3 separate regions of the Mus musculus genome follow, and all the other regions are linked to region 3. Evidence: chromatin contacts called from public promoter capture Hi-C data. All regions are on one chromosome and are shown on one strand. Each heading gives the region's core, a stretch centred on a gene start, on an enhancer-like site or on the middle of the called end of the contact. The rest is flanking DNA. Distances are from core to core; before and after follow the strand shown. Region 1 holds the start of Ppp1r27 (protein phosphatase 1, regulatory subunit 27). Region 2 holds the start of Mafg (v-maf musculoaponeurotic fibrosarcoma oncogene family, protein G (avian)). Region 3 holds the start of Cybc1 (cytochrome b 245 chaperone 1).

Region 1 (4,289 bases), core at 1,005-3,504, 680 kb before region 3:
TGCCACCACTCCCTGCTTCAAATTGTGAGGCTTATAGCGACTGACCAGCCAAGCAGGAGCCACAGTGCTGTGACAGCTCGGGCCTGCTTCCAGATGACAGTGGCAGGTCATCAGACCTAGAACGTGTATCCTATTCTTTCCCGGGACTAGCAAACTATTAGATATTCCCTAAATGGACCCAAACCCAGACTCCTTCTCCTGAAGGACCTGGCTCTCGTTGCACTCCTGTCACATCGCTGTCTAAACGTCCTGGACACTCCCCAGAAATCCACCAGCTGATCTCAACTCACTGGGGGCCTTTGCTTGAGCCTGCCCTGTGTTTGAAACATGGCGTCCAGAGGGAAGACCATTTTATCTCGGACGACCACCCCAGGATCTGGGCTGCTTTTGTCAACAGGGTACGATACTTCCGGCCACCAGCATGTCCAGCTTGCCCACAGACAGGCCCCGGGCTTGCGCAGAGCCACTGCATCAGGACAACTGGGATGTGGGCAGGGCAGGTAGCCGGCAAGGACACCGGCGCGGTTTGGGGAGGCTGGCCTGCGCAGCTCAAAAGCAGGGAGCGCCCTCAGAGGCTGCCCCGGGACCGCGGGCGTCGGTTCCCGGGGAGGTGGGGGGGCGGCCGCCACGTCCGCACTCCGTGGAGACACCGGCCTTGTCTCTCCCCGCTCAGGCCAGGCGACCCAGCGACACCAGGGCGGGGCGGGGCGGGGCGGCCAAGGTCCCACGGAGCCTGCAGCGCCCCGCCCCGCCGTGCCTCCGCGCCGCGCCTTCCTCACCTCGCCCTCCTCGCCGCCGCCGCTGCCGCCGCCGCCGCCGCTTCCAGTGGGCCGGCCGGAAGTGACGCGGCGCGCAGGCGCAAACGGCGCGGGCCACGTGATCGCTGGCGAACGGAGTGCGGCGAGGTCGGAGGCGCGCGAGGTCGTCCCGGAAACACGGGTGGGTGTCGGGGGAAGGGAGGGGTTGCCGGGCATCTCTGAACAAGAACATCGGCGCACCGGCCCCGGACACGCATTTCCCCGGCCCTGCGCTGCCAGCGAGCCCCCGCGTACCTGGCGATGGTTTTGTACTGGACTGCGCTAATCAAGTCATCATCACAGCTTGGGAATTATGTTTATTGAAAAAGTAAAAAGTATCACCATTAAAAAACAAACAAACCTGGAGAAAAAGCCAGGCCAGAGAAATGGGTATAGGGGCAAGAGGGTCGTTCCCCACAAGTCCTAACCAGCCTGGCTGCCTCACTGCACATCCAGTGGGCACTCTAGTCCTTGGGGCAAGGTGCTTGCCACTTCTCCAAGGAGGCGCAAGCCCCAAAGGGCTCTCCTGGCTCAGTCCATGCTGGTTCCTTTGAAGAGTTCCACCAAGTCTTTGAAGTCCGGGTCAATAAGGTCGGAGGGCAGATCGCCATCATCATTGGCTGCATCTCTGTCTGCCCCCAAAGAGATGAGATACCTGAGGTGTGAAGGGCAGGTGGTTAAAGCCTACTCAGCCCACTCCGGGGCCAAAAGGCTAGAATATTGGGGTCACCTGTTTGTTTTTTCCAGGCAGAGTGAGGAGGAAGAAACCTGACCCCTTGGAAGCTGTGGCCAGATTTTCCGGCTTGCTCTAATGTTGCAATCGGGTAGAAACTGCCAGAATCCCTGAGTTGATGCCTACATCCTCAGAGCCATATTTTGGGGGGGTCCACCTGGAGAGATTAGGATGAAACCTCTGAACCACATTCCATAGTCTCACCTGGCTATGTCAGGGTACCCATCACTGCAAGCGATGTGCAGTGGTGTCCAGCCTGTCTCATCCCGCTGGTGAATGTCAGCCCCGTATTTGACTAGCAACTTCACACACTCTAGGTTTCCAGAGAGCACAGCTTCATGCAGAGCAGCCAGTCCTGGGCAGGGTGGGAACACAGGGTCAAAGCTGTAACCCTCAGAAGAGGATCTCCCCTGCCTCCTTATGGACAGAAGGCCAGACTCTCAGTTATCTACTCACCTGAGGGATGGATAGTGTCTAGGGAGACTTTCCGAGCCCGGATAAAGCGTCCCACCTGCTCCAGGTCGCCTTGTCGAATGTGGTCCAAGAAGAGAACATCGTTAGGGAAGCGCACGCTCCGATCGGCCAACATCCGCCGCCTCCGCTGTCGGGGGCTGTAGCGAGCATAGCGGACCGTTCGGCTGGGCATCCTGGGATTGAGGTGGGCTATCTCTGTGGGTATGAGTGAGAAAGTGTCCCTACCAGACCAGATCTGTGTAAGCTCTCCTGCTCGACAGAACCTCGATTCCAGCTTATAAAGGGCTTGCGAGGCTATATAAAGCCACGCAGTCATGCTTGCAGACGCGAGGGGCTGAAACTGAGCTGCTCCGCGCTCCCTGAGCACAGGATCATGTTTAGTGGCTCATCTTTCAGCACACCTGTCACTATGTCCGGCCAAAGGGGTCAGATCCTTCCTGGCTACTACTCCCTCTCCGCAGCTGGACCTAGAAGGTGCCTTATAGAGGACAGAAGGACTAGGAGAGAGTCCATGAAGAAAGCTGTGGATGTGAGCTCAAGGGCATCAAGAGGGTCTAAGCTTAAAGGATGATGGATCACCTGTCTACCTACTGGGAGCTGAGCTCCCTCCCCATCTGAAGAGCACCAATCCATTGTCATTTAGGAGGTCACAGCCCTGTCCATTTCCCAATGTGTCACTCTCACCTCTCCAAGAGTAGATTCCCAAAACTGCCTTTAGGGTGCATCATACTGACATCTCAACTCTACAGACAGATCAACACTACTAGTCCTATGGGACTCACCCAGCACACACACATACTGCCTCTGTTTTCTGGACAGCCTATGGACTCATGTTGAAGATATCCAGTCTGATCCTAAGAGTCAGGGGATGGTTTCCATTATGGGTGAAGAAAGGGAAGGACCCCATACAAAGCTTCCTGCAGCTTCTTTGCCAGCTGTCTTGCTTTTACAACAGGTTCAACTGTGGTGTCAGGCGATGCTTGGCTTGGGGGTATGAGACTACCAGGTAGACAGAATGCAAGAACAGAGTTGGGCCAGAGGAGCCCAGAAGCTTGGCTGTGGAGCTACAGATAGCTCCCAACTCAACAGCTTCCCCTGCATCCCTGAATGCTAATGGTGGACTCTGCAGATTGGGTTAAGCCAGAACTTAAACCCTCATGGTTGCAGTGGCTGGCAGCCTCATACCAGGAAGGGCTCCTTCTGAGGTTCTGAGGGAGCCTTTGCACCAAGCTTACCAGAGTTTACCAGCCTCAGTCCTTGGTGTTCTTTGGCTTCTAAAAGTATCACACAATCCCTCCATTCATATCTAACGCTGCTGTCTACGCCTGTGTCCAAATCCTATGCCCCCACACATACACTTTTCTTTGTAACTCAGGCAAACTCCTGAGCATCCTGCCCTCAGTTACCACCTGCGAGTTTACGAGGGTGCACTACCACAGTCAGTTACCCCATTACTTTTTTTATTTCCCCCCACCCCCAGGGAAGGTAGTTGTTTTCCAGGTTGGCCAGTCCTGAACTCAGAATTCTCCCTCAGGCTCCTCAAAATTGTGCTAGAATTACAGGCCTGTGCTGTCACATCTGGCTCAGATAGCTCCTTACAAAGGCATAAATGTTCTTACAAAGATTTAGGGCACAGTGCACTACAATATGACCTTATCCTATTACCCAAACAGTCACATTGAAAAGTATCAAGAGCAGCCAGGCACAGTGTTGCACACCTTTATTTAATCCCAGCACTCAGAAAGCAGAGGCAGGCAGATCTCAGTTTGAGACCAGCCTGATCTAACAGAGTTCCAGGACAGGCAGGGCTGTTACACACACACACACACACACACACACACACACACACACACACACACACAACCTATCTCAAAACAACTGCAAAAAAAGTATTGAGAGCTAGGACATAAATTTGTGAGACTGGAGACAACCCACTCACTATACTGATGAGATTGCTAGGTGATCGTGAGAGGCCTGTGCCTGGACAGAGACTTGGCAGGCTGGCGAGCTGGGACAGCAGTGTGGTTAGCAGTGGGCCTTACATCACCTGGCTGCTTTCCAGCCATCGTCAAGCCAACATGTCACACACCCTGTAGGTGTAAAGCCGAGGTCCACTGGCTCCAAGACACACTGAATGAGAACGCCCTGCCTGTCAGGGGTGTCTCATCATAGTCTCAGTGTCAGGGGCTACTCCCTGAGCTGGAGTACCACAGAAACTTGAAGAGGCTCTGAGAGAACCTGCTGGGGATGGTTGTGTACCTCTGCATCTCTCCGGCACAGCCCCA
Region 2 (4,067 bases), core at 222-2,721, 600 kb before region 3:
AACCTTGAAGTTTCATAGGGCAAGTTCCACACCAAATGAAAAAAACACTGCACCTATGAGCAGCCTCAGGGCTCAGGGTTAAGGGGACATCCCTTAGCACAAACCACAAGGTAAGCACAGTCTAGACATGAATCCCTGGGCAAGGAAAGCAGTAGGATGGAGTTCAAGAACCTTCACGACAGATAAGTCAGTAAACAGCCATTCAGCCACACCCCACAAAACTGTCACCTCCCAAGAGTCTCCAGACACCCAACAGGGCACACACACTTTTTGGTAACTCCAGGCAACAGTGGGACCCCAAACTCTTCTGAAAGGAATAACATTGGGATAAATAAAACTACATCTTCTACTCCATGGTTGCACCTCAAAAACTCTCACCAGCTGCCTAGATCCACACTCTGCTCTCCTTAGCTGGTTAGAGCTGCCCCAGCTTCTTTCAAGCCACAGACCCTTCTCCCCCTGCCTCCCGGTCTTCCCCATCTAGGACCGACGAAGCCTGGCCATTCAGGGTCACAGAGAAGGAAAGCTTGCTTCCCAGACGAGCTGGCTCGGCCCACCTAAGCTCCTCCCCTCAGCGTACACCGATCGGTCTCCGGGTTTGGGGAACTGCCCCAGTTGTGGGACCCGGGCCAGGAGCCCAAGAACCAGGCAAGGATGCGCACGCCCGGGGCTTTACCTTCCACCCCGGGAGAAACCTGCGGCGCGCCCCTGCAATGCCTCCTTCGGAGCCTTTGCCTCCAACTCACAGGTCTGTCAAACTTAAACACGACCCCGGATCCCGGCCCGACCTTCACCACCCGGATCGAGCCCTGTCTCCCGACTAGACCGGCCGATAGCGGGCCCCGGCCCCCCGCCCTGGCCCAGCGTCAGCAGGAGCACCGAGTGACCTCATGCTGATGACTCAGCACGTCTCCGCTGGGCTCGCACCCGCGTGGCGAGCCCAAGCCGCGCAGCAGGGTCTCCCCGCCGCCTCCCCTGTGGGCCCGCGCGCGACCCCGCCCGCGCGGAAGCCGACGGACACCTGATGAGTCAGCAGCTCGGTGCGGCCACCCCGCTGACCCGGGCAGACGCGCGCAGCTCGCCCTTAAATCGCGCCCCCCGCAGGGCACCCGGGGTCCGCCGCCGCGCGCACGCCCGTCCCCAGCCTCGCGGTCGCCCGGTCCGCCGGCTCTAGGGGGACACAGGCGAACAGCCGGCTGGCGGGGAAACCAAGGCACGCGCTGCCGTCGGGTGCGCCGCAACCCCGAGGCCAGGCCCCGCCGCCCGCCCCAGCCCCGCGCACTCACCACACTGCGGGCCCGGGCGGGCCAAGGCGGGGCTGGGGCGGGGCCGCGCGCGCGCGCTCCGGGGCTGCGCGGGGCTGGGGCGGGCGCGAAGGGTCCGGGCCGGGGGCTTAGGAGGACTGGCCGCCTGCGCGGGCCGGGCCAAGCGCGCTGGGAAGGCCGGGCCGGACCGGGCTCAGAATCCGCCGCCGCCGCCGCTCCTCAGACGTCACATGATGTTTGGTCACGTGGGTTCCATTCATGAAGCGGCGACGCGGCTGGCCTAAGCTTAAAGGGAAAGGCGAGGCGGCAGCAAGGCGAGCGCGCCCCCATCACGCCTGCGCAGCCCCGCGCCGTTGCCCTTGGCAACGCCCGCCGCGCCCTGGCAATGTCTCGCGGGAGTCGTCCCGGCGCTCGCCGGGTTGACCGTGCTCCTGCAGAGACAGGTTCTACGGAGTGGCCCCAACTCGGATGCCTCTAGCTCCCTCCCGATCTCCACACCAACTCAGACCGAGGTCTATGGGAGGTTTGTTTGATTTTCTTCACTTGGATGCATAGTTTCACTGTACAGCGAGCAGACTGGATTTCAATTCCCTGAGATGCTCCTGCCTCGGCCCCCTGAAAGCGGAACTCACAGATGAGCGTCACCACGCGGGAACCTATTTGCTGTTTTGAAGGTGTGACACAGTGATTTAGTTCCTTACCCCGTTCTGCTGCGACGTCCTCATTCTAAATGGGTCAGCAGTCTGAAAAGGACACGGCTGTTGAGGGGCACAGCCCCAACCCCAGCTCAGATCCCCAAACTATCCACGATGACACGAAGGCTTGGAGGACGCTCACTAATGATTCTAATCTCCGGAGGGTGCTAGGGGCTTCACCTGCGGCCGTGGACCATCTCTTCGGGTAGTGTGCGTGCACTGTAGGAGTTGTGCACTTTGCCCAACCCTTCTCTGCCGCATTTGAAACTACTTTGGGTGCATTCTGCTGCTACTTTTTCTGTGAGACTTCTCGCTGCTGTTGAAAAAGTAAAAAAGAAGGAAAGTAGGAGGGATCAAGTTTTCATTTCGAGGTTCTGAACGTTCTATTTGACCCTGTCTTCTCTGGGAATCGTGAAAAGGTGACTCGTTCTGTAACATAGGTGACAAGGAAAAGGGGGTAAGCAGGCTGGAGGGGGCCTGTGTGTGTCCTTTGTGTCAAATTTGGTTTCTTGAGACAAGGTTTAGACCAGGCTGGCCCCAAACTCTCAGAGATCCGACTGCCTCTGCCTCTCTAGTGCTGGGATTAAAAACATGTGCCACCACACCCAGCCTCAAAAAGTAATTCTTTACATTGTATTTCTTTGGGGAGTGGGGGGGGGGGAGCTTTTATCTTTCACTGGCTGTAGCCAGAGTCTCAGAATACAGAGAATTACTCCTTATGCCTTGTGGTGGTTTGAATAGAAATGGCCTGCATGAATTCTAAATGCCGTGTCTAAATGCTTGGCCCATAGGGAATGGCACTATTAGGAGGTGTGGTCTTGTTGGAAGACGATTGTCTCTGTGGGGACAGGCTTTGAGGTCTTATATACTCAAGCTATGCCCGTGTGTGACTTACAGTTTCTTGCAGCCTTCAGAATGCAGAACTCTAACTAAGCCCATCCTCCAGCAGCAAGTCGGCCCTGATTCAGTCTTGCTACTCTCCATGACAATAATGGATTAAACCTCTGAAAGCGTAAGCCAGACCCAATGAGATGTTTTCCTTTAGAAGAGCTGCCGAATGGAGTCTCTTCATGGCAATAAAACCCCTGAGACAAGACCTCTGGGTTTCTGTTACTTATCTTCATCCTCCCTCCCTTTGTTCTTGTTCTAGTTATGAGATAGGGTCTTAGTCTATAGGCTCTGTTGGTCAGCAGCAACCCTCCTGCTTCAGCCTCCCAAATGCTGGGACCACAGCCATGAGCTCCCACATCCGCTTTGTTCTTTCTTTCTTTCTTTCTTTCTTTCTTTCTTTCTCTCTTTCTTTCTCTCTTTCCTTTTTTTCTGTTGCTCAGATTAGCTGCAAAGCCTTGCAGCCAAGAGTAGCTGGGAGTTGCTGGACATGTTAGCACAGGCCTTTAACCCCAGTCCTCAGGAGGCAGAGGCAGGTAGGTCTCTGAGTTCAAGGCCAACATGGTCTATAAAAACCAGTTCTAGGGGCTGGCTCAGTGGTTAAGAGCACTGACTGCTCTTCCGAAGGTCCTGAGTTCAAATCCCAGCAACCACATGGTGGCTCACAACCATCTGTAATGAGATCTGATGCCCTCTTCTGGTGTGTCTGAAGACAGCTACAGTGTACTTATAATAGTAAATAGATCTTAAAATAAACAAAAAAACAAAAACAGTTCTAGCCAGGTGGTGATGGCGCACACCTTTAATCCCAGCACTTGGAAGTTCAAGGCCAGCCTGGTCTACAGAGTAAGTTCCAGGACAGCCAGGGCTATACAGAGAAACCCTGTCTCGAAAAACCAACCAAACAAACAAACAAATACAGTTCCAGAACAGCAAGGGCTACACAGAGAAACCCTATCTCAAGAAAACAAAGAGAAGGGGGGGGAAAAAGTTAACTGGGACTTCAGGCATGCATCGTGATTGGCAAGCCCTCAGCCCCCCTCACCCCCGTCCCCCACTGTGAGGCAAATGCTCAATCACCAGACTATAGCCCAACCCTCAACACACATACACCAGGAGATATTAAGTCAGAGGCCCAGTGCATCCATGAGTTCTCTATCTTCATCACTTGGTGGTAGTCCAAGGGAGGACGTCTGAGCCACTTCCTGAATACTGCTAA
Region 3 (4,628 bases), core at 355-2,854:
GACTTGTCTGCAAACAAATGACAAACGCACAAATGACCCTGAGGTAGGTATTGCTTACATGGGATGAGGGATGAAGACTACTTACAGAATTATAACAACACCCGAGCATAACATGCAGAAAAGCATGTGTATATCATAAGGACAGACTGCAGAGATGCTGCTGAAGCCACAGCTAGTGCCTCACCTCAGACTGTACAGCCCAGCCAACACAAGTGCACCTGTCCCTGAGATACAAGAGCCTTCTGACAGGCAGCGATGGAGGAAGAGGCTAAGTGCGCTTATGAAGAGGTCTGAGCCAGGGAAGAGGAAAGATGGGAACCCATGATCACCTGTCACACAGAAGGAAAACTATAGTGACCTCATAAAAAGCAGATAGGCTGGGAGGGCATCTCAGTGTTAAAGAAGTGTGCCCAGCTTGCAAGGCAGGGAGGGTATCTCAGTGTTAGAGTGTGCCTAGCATGCAAGGGGGTCGGTCCTGCATGCCATCTGAAAGAAAAGGCACCCTGAGGGTTAATGAAACATGCTTTATCAAGGCCTTGTATTGAGAACCTCTAATAGAACACAAAGAAGCTGTTTACGTCGCTTTTTAGATTGGGGGTGGGGTGGGGGGTGGGAAGCCTTACCGACCAGCAGGGACCAAGACCGGATGCCTGGAGCCCTCTTCAGATGGAGGCGGGTGCTGGTGCGTGTCTCCACCTGCATATACATTCTTGGAACCTGGGCTCTACTGCACAGCCGACCAGGCTTGGAAAAACACAACTGAAGCCTGCAACCAGTGCACATAGGCAGCACCTCATTAGTCCAGTCAGGAGGCCAGGGGAAGGTCCACAGCAGACCCCGAACACCTTTCTCTTATGAGCCCACTTAACTCACAATTATGTATGGGCATCGGGGCTACACAGCTCACAAATTTGGTGTTGGTCTGAACTCACTTCCAAGCCCCCAGTCTTGTGAACCCTTTTCTTGACTGAACTCTTATCTTTAAGTTGTTCCATTAGTAAGCCCCCTCCCCCTCCCCCGCCCCGACACACACACACACAACTCAGGCTTCCGGCACCTTACCCGAATCTTCCAGAAACAACTCTTCCCACCAAGAACGGGAAGTGAAAGTACCATCGTGTATGAGTCTCTACATTCATAAGCTGTCAGATCCCTGTTATTGACGCCAGACTACCTAACAATGGCCCAAATGCGCCGAATTAATGGGACACTGCGGCAGGACGTCTGGAGATTAACACCCAAGGCCCCAGTTCTGAGTGGCTCCTTGGATTCCCAGGGGCAATCAAGCTTCATACCCTACATCCTCAAGAATCCTAGTTAGGCACATAACTTGCCTCCCTCTGGCTTCAGTTACCAACAAGCTCCACTAGCGGCCCGTTACGCTGGCTCCTCCTCCGGAGTGCACACGCCCGGCTTCCTCAATTTGCCTTGCGCCTGGTCCAGATCCGCAAGCGATGACCCGCACAGGGCTCGGCGGGTCGGAACCCGAAAAGTTGTAGGACACGCACCTATGCGGACAACGAGGGACTTGTAGGAGAATGAGTGGGAGAGAACAGCCCCTCGAACTTCCGGACTTCTGTTCCGCAGACTTCCGGGATAAGAGCTGGGTGGGAACCTCCCAGGGGTGGAGACTGAGTGATTACGCAGTCGGGGGTTGTGCCTTTGTGCTTCACACTCCTGGGGACAGGGACAGGTAGGGCACCTGAATTTAGCCCCTTGGCCAACCAAGAAAGATGTCACTCAAGGAGGTTTCCTAGTTAAGCAGGATATGGGCGTGGTTTAGAAGCCTGGGGAGTGAGTGGATCTGGATTGGGTTTTTTTGTTTGTTTGTTTTTGGGGGGTTTTTTGGGTTTTCCAGACAAGGTTTCTCTGTGTAGCTCTGGCTGGCCTGGAACTCAGAGGGATCTTCATGCTTCTGCCTCCCGAATGCTGGGATTAAAGGTGTGTGCCACCGCCTCCTGGCTAGATCTGTAATTTTCAGGAAATGATAAGAGGTCATATTCACCAGATGCCTAAGGTATAGCAAACATGATCTGACTACCCGAGGTCAATCTAACAAAAGATGCACAATAAATGAAAGTGGGGACATGGCCACTCCTAGGTATTGTTGACGAGTTTCTTATTGTAAATGTGAGGGAAAGCACATATGGAAGCGTCTGGTTGAACATGTCCAGCAGAATAGAGCCATGAGAGGAAAGAGAGAGGGGCAGAGTAAGAGATGAAGAGAGGCGAGATGGAGACAAAAGACCAAGAGGGCAGACAGCACGTAGTCACGATGTCAGATGTCAGCACGTAGTCACGATGTCTGGGTTTTATAGGCAAAGAGAAGTTGGAGGGAAGGGAAGGGAAGGGGAGGGGAGTTGAGGGGAGGGAAGGGAAGGGAAGGCAGGGGCTTGGGCAGGGTTAGAGAGGTCTAGGGTAGTGGGCAAGAGCTGAGGAGTCAGGACTCTGTAACAGGTACTTGCTGAGAGCATGGCCATCATCTACTTTGATGGTCAATAGGCACCTCAGTTAGCCATTTGTCCCCGGTTTCTTTCAGACCTAACACACAATAACTAGTGACGTAAAACCTGGATCACATGTTCCTATTTTGTAGTTTGCCTCCAACATACCTACGATGATCTGTGGGTGCTAGGACGGCATGCTGGAGCAGAGATTTCCATTACTTTACCGTTCTCTTTAGATCTACTTGTTATGGGATTCCTAATTTTATAATGACTTTATAAAAGTACACAGCATGACCCTTGAAGTTTTGTCAATTTATAGTTACAGTATATACTGAGAAAACTGGATGAGGCAGTCTCTCTCTAATATTTACTTATTTATTTTATGTATAGGAATACACTGTAGCTGTCTTCAGACACACCAGAAGAGGGCATCAGATCCCATTGCAAATGGTTGTGAGCCACCATGTGGTTGCTGGGAATTGAACCTCAGGACCTCTGGGAAAGTAGCTAGTACTCTTTACTATTGAGCCAACTCTCGATCCCTGTTTTTTGTTGTTTTTGCTTGTCTGTATGATGTGCGTGTGTGAGTGTGTGCATGTATTTCTGGTTGGCCTGGAACTCTGGGATCTGGCCCAATCTGTCTTGCGAGTGCTAGAATTAAAAGCACACGCTGCTATACTCAGTTTAAAGCTGGATTTATTCTCTTTTTTTTTCTTTTTTTCTCTTTCTCTTTATCTCTCCCTCTCCTTTTTTTTTTTTTTTTTTTCAAAACCTGGCTGTCCTGGAACTCACTCTGTAGACCAGGCTAGCTTCAAATACACAGAGATCTACCTGCCTCTGTCTCTTGAGTGCTGGGAACTGCCCAGTTTAAGAAGAGGCTTTTATTTATAGACTGGCACCAGGTCTACACCCAGGACTCGGAATTCCTGAATGCAGTCCCCAGTCACCTCAGTCAGGGGTTTATAAAGGCAAAAACCACAAGTTACATTCTGTGCTAGTACAAGCAGAAGGTCCTCTTATGCAAAACAAGCTTTATTTACCGAAGCAGAAACAGAAATTTAAAAAGTAACCTTTAACAGCCCTTAACATTTGGAAGTCTAATTTTGCTTTGCAGTTCTCAAAAAGCCCAGAGATTTTAAACTGTAAACATAACATTAGCGTTAGCCATGAACATAATGTTAGCCATGACTGTGCTGTGTGCCGAGATTACAGCTTGAATGGTACCTCCATCGTGAGTCAGTTGTGCTAAGGCCTGGGGCCCTGTTACACTAGAACTCACTATGTAGACCAGGCAGGCCTCCAACTCAGAGTCCTCCTGCCTCTGCCTCTTAGGTGCTGGGATTAAAGGTGTGTGTCACTATATCTAGCTGCTTTTAGTTAATTTTTAAAAAACACTTAACTTTGGAGATCACACAGTCTAGCAATAATTTATTTCCCCTAATAGGTTTGTTGTAGGTGACACCTCTGCCTGTACCTGTAGGCCAAAAGATCCAAGCCGACTTCTGGGTTTGAAAACTCTATCAAACCCCACCAATTCCTGAGCATGAAAACCACTAATCCCTAAACTAGAAATCCCACCAATCCCTGGGCTTGAACTGAAACCTCACCAATCCCCACCCTGGAAATCTCCACCCTGGAAAGCTCTGGCACAGCCACATCGACTGGAAACAGTGACAGTCACAAAGCCAGCACAGCTGCTTGACACAGTTCCTGCTGAGCTGAGCTGAGCTGAATGCTGTGATCACTGCCATTCTGTCACCTTTGAGGCTTGGTCTCTGTGTGCTGCATCCTTGGGGACTTTCTGCATTATGATTCACTTTGTGTCTTTTCCTGAGAAAAATTATATTCCAGTCTCTCTTAGGAAAATTCTAAAATTAACCTTATCTGGCTGTATGCGTAAGCCTTCCTTATGCTCTGGAGACCATTAAAACACAGATAAACACATAATTAGATAAGACCATTACTGCAGGAAACTTCTTGGTGTATCACCCCCTGAGCTAACTCAAACAGTGTAATTGGTGCAGGGTAAACCGAGACAACTGACAAACTCTGACTGGCCAGGAGAATAGGTTACATTCAAGGCCTCCCTTTACAGTATGCTTAGAGCTTTCTGAAAATGAAGTTTAAAGATAGGGGGTTGTACAGGATACACCCTTGGAGGAATAGAACTAACTCAGTAAG

What was found. Promoter capture Hi-C pulls out the DNA fragments that hold promoters and counts their contacts.
Region 1: a promoter capture Hi-C map of pre-B cells shows a contact between it and region 3, with 2.1 times the contacts expected there. The contact joins the promoter of Ppp1r27 here to the promoter of Cybc1 in region 3. A contact is called at or near these places in 6 of 39 promoter capture datasets (the 3T3-L1 cell line, 3T3-L1-derived adipocytes, embryonic stem cells and 3 more) and 1 of 484 Hi-C or Micro-C datasets (embryonic stem cells).
Region 2: a contact with region 3 is called in a promoter capture Hi-C map of liver, with 3 times the contacts expected there. The contact joins the promoter of Mafg here to the promoter of Cybc1 in region 3. A contact is called at or near these places in 7 of 39 promoter capture datasets (the 3T3-L1 cell line, 3T3-L1-derived adipocytes, the C10 cell line and 4 more), 2 of 484 Hi-C or Micro-C datasets (both in embryonic stem cells) and 3 of 115 datasets of contacts at active chromatin or transcription factors (bone marrow-derived macrophages, memory CD8 T cells and pancreatic cancer cells).

The regions. Positions count from the first base shown.
Region 1 is chr11:120,548,878-120,553,166 of GRCm38.p6, forward strand. Ppp1r27 (protein phosphatase 1, regulatory subunit 27) reads right to left here and starts at 2,255. Exons shown (of 3, transcript NM_026814.3): 1 at 1,987-2,255; 2 at 1,735-1,885; 3 at 1,098-1,452. The coding sequence starts at 2,176. The coding sequence ends at 1,329. Mcrip1 (MAPK regulated corepressor interacting protein 1) reads right to left here and starts at 850. Exons shown (of 5, transcript NM_001033231.4): 1 at 780-850.
Region 2 is chr11:120,632,076-120,636,142 of GRCm38.p6, forward strand. Mafg (v-maf musculoaponeurotic fibrosarcoma oncogene family, protein G (avian)) reads right to left here and starts at 1,472. Exons shown (of 3, transcript NM_010756.3): 1 at 1,287-1,472. It overlaps Gm17586 (predicted gene, 17586), which reads left to right and starts at 1,675. Exons shown (of 3, transcript NR_165823.1): 1 at 1,675-2,417.
Region 3 is chr11:121,227,705-121,232,332 of GRCm38.p6, forward strand. Cybc1 (cytochrome b 245 chaperone 1) reads right to left here and starts at 1,605. Exons shown (of 7, transcript NM_144832.2): 1 at 1,335-1,605; 2 at 624-766. The coding sequence starts at 708.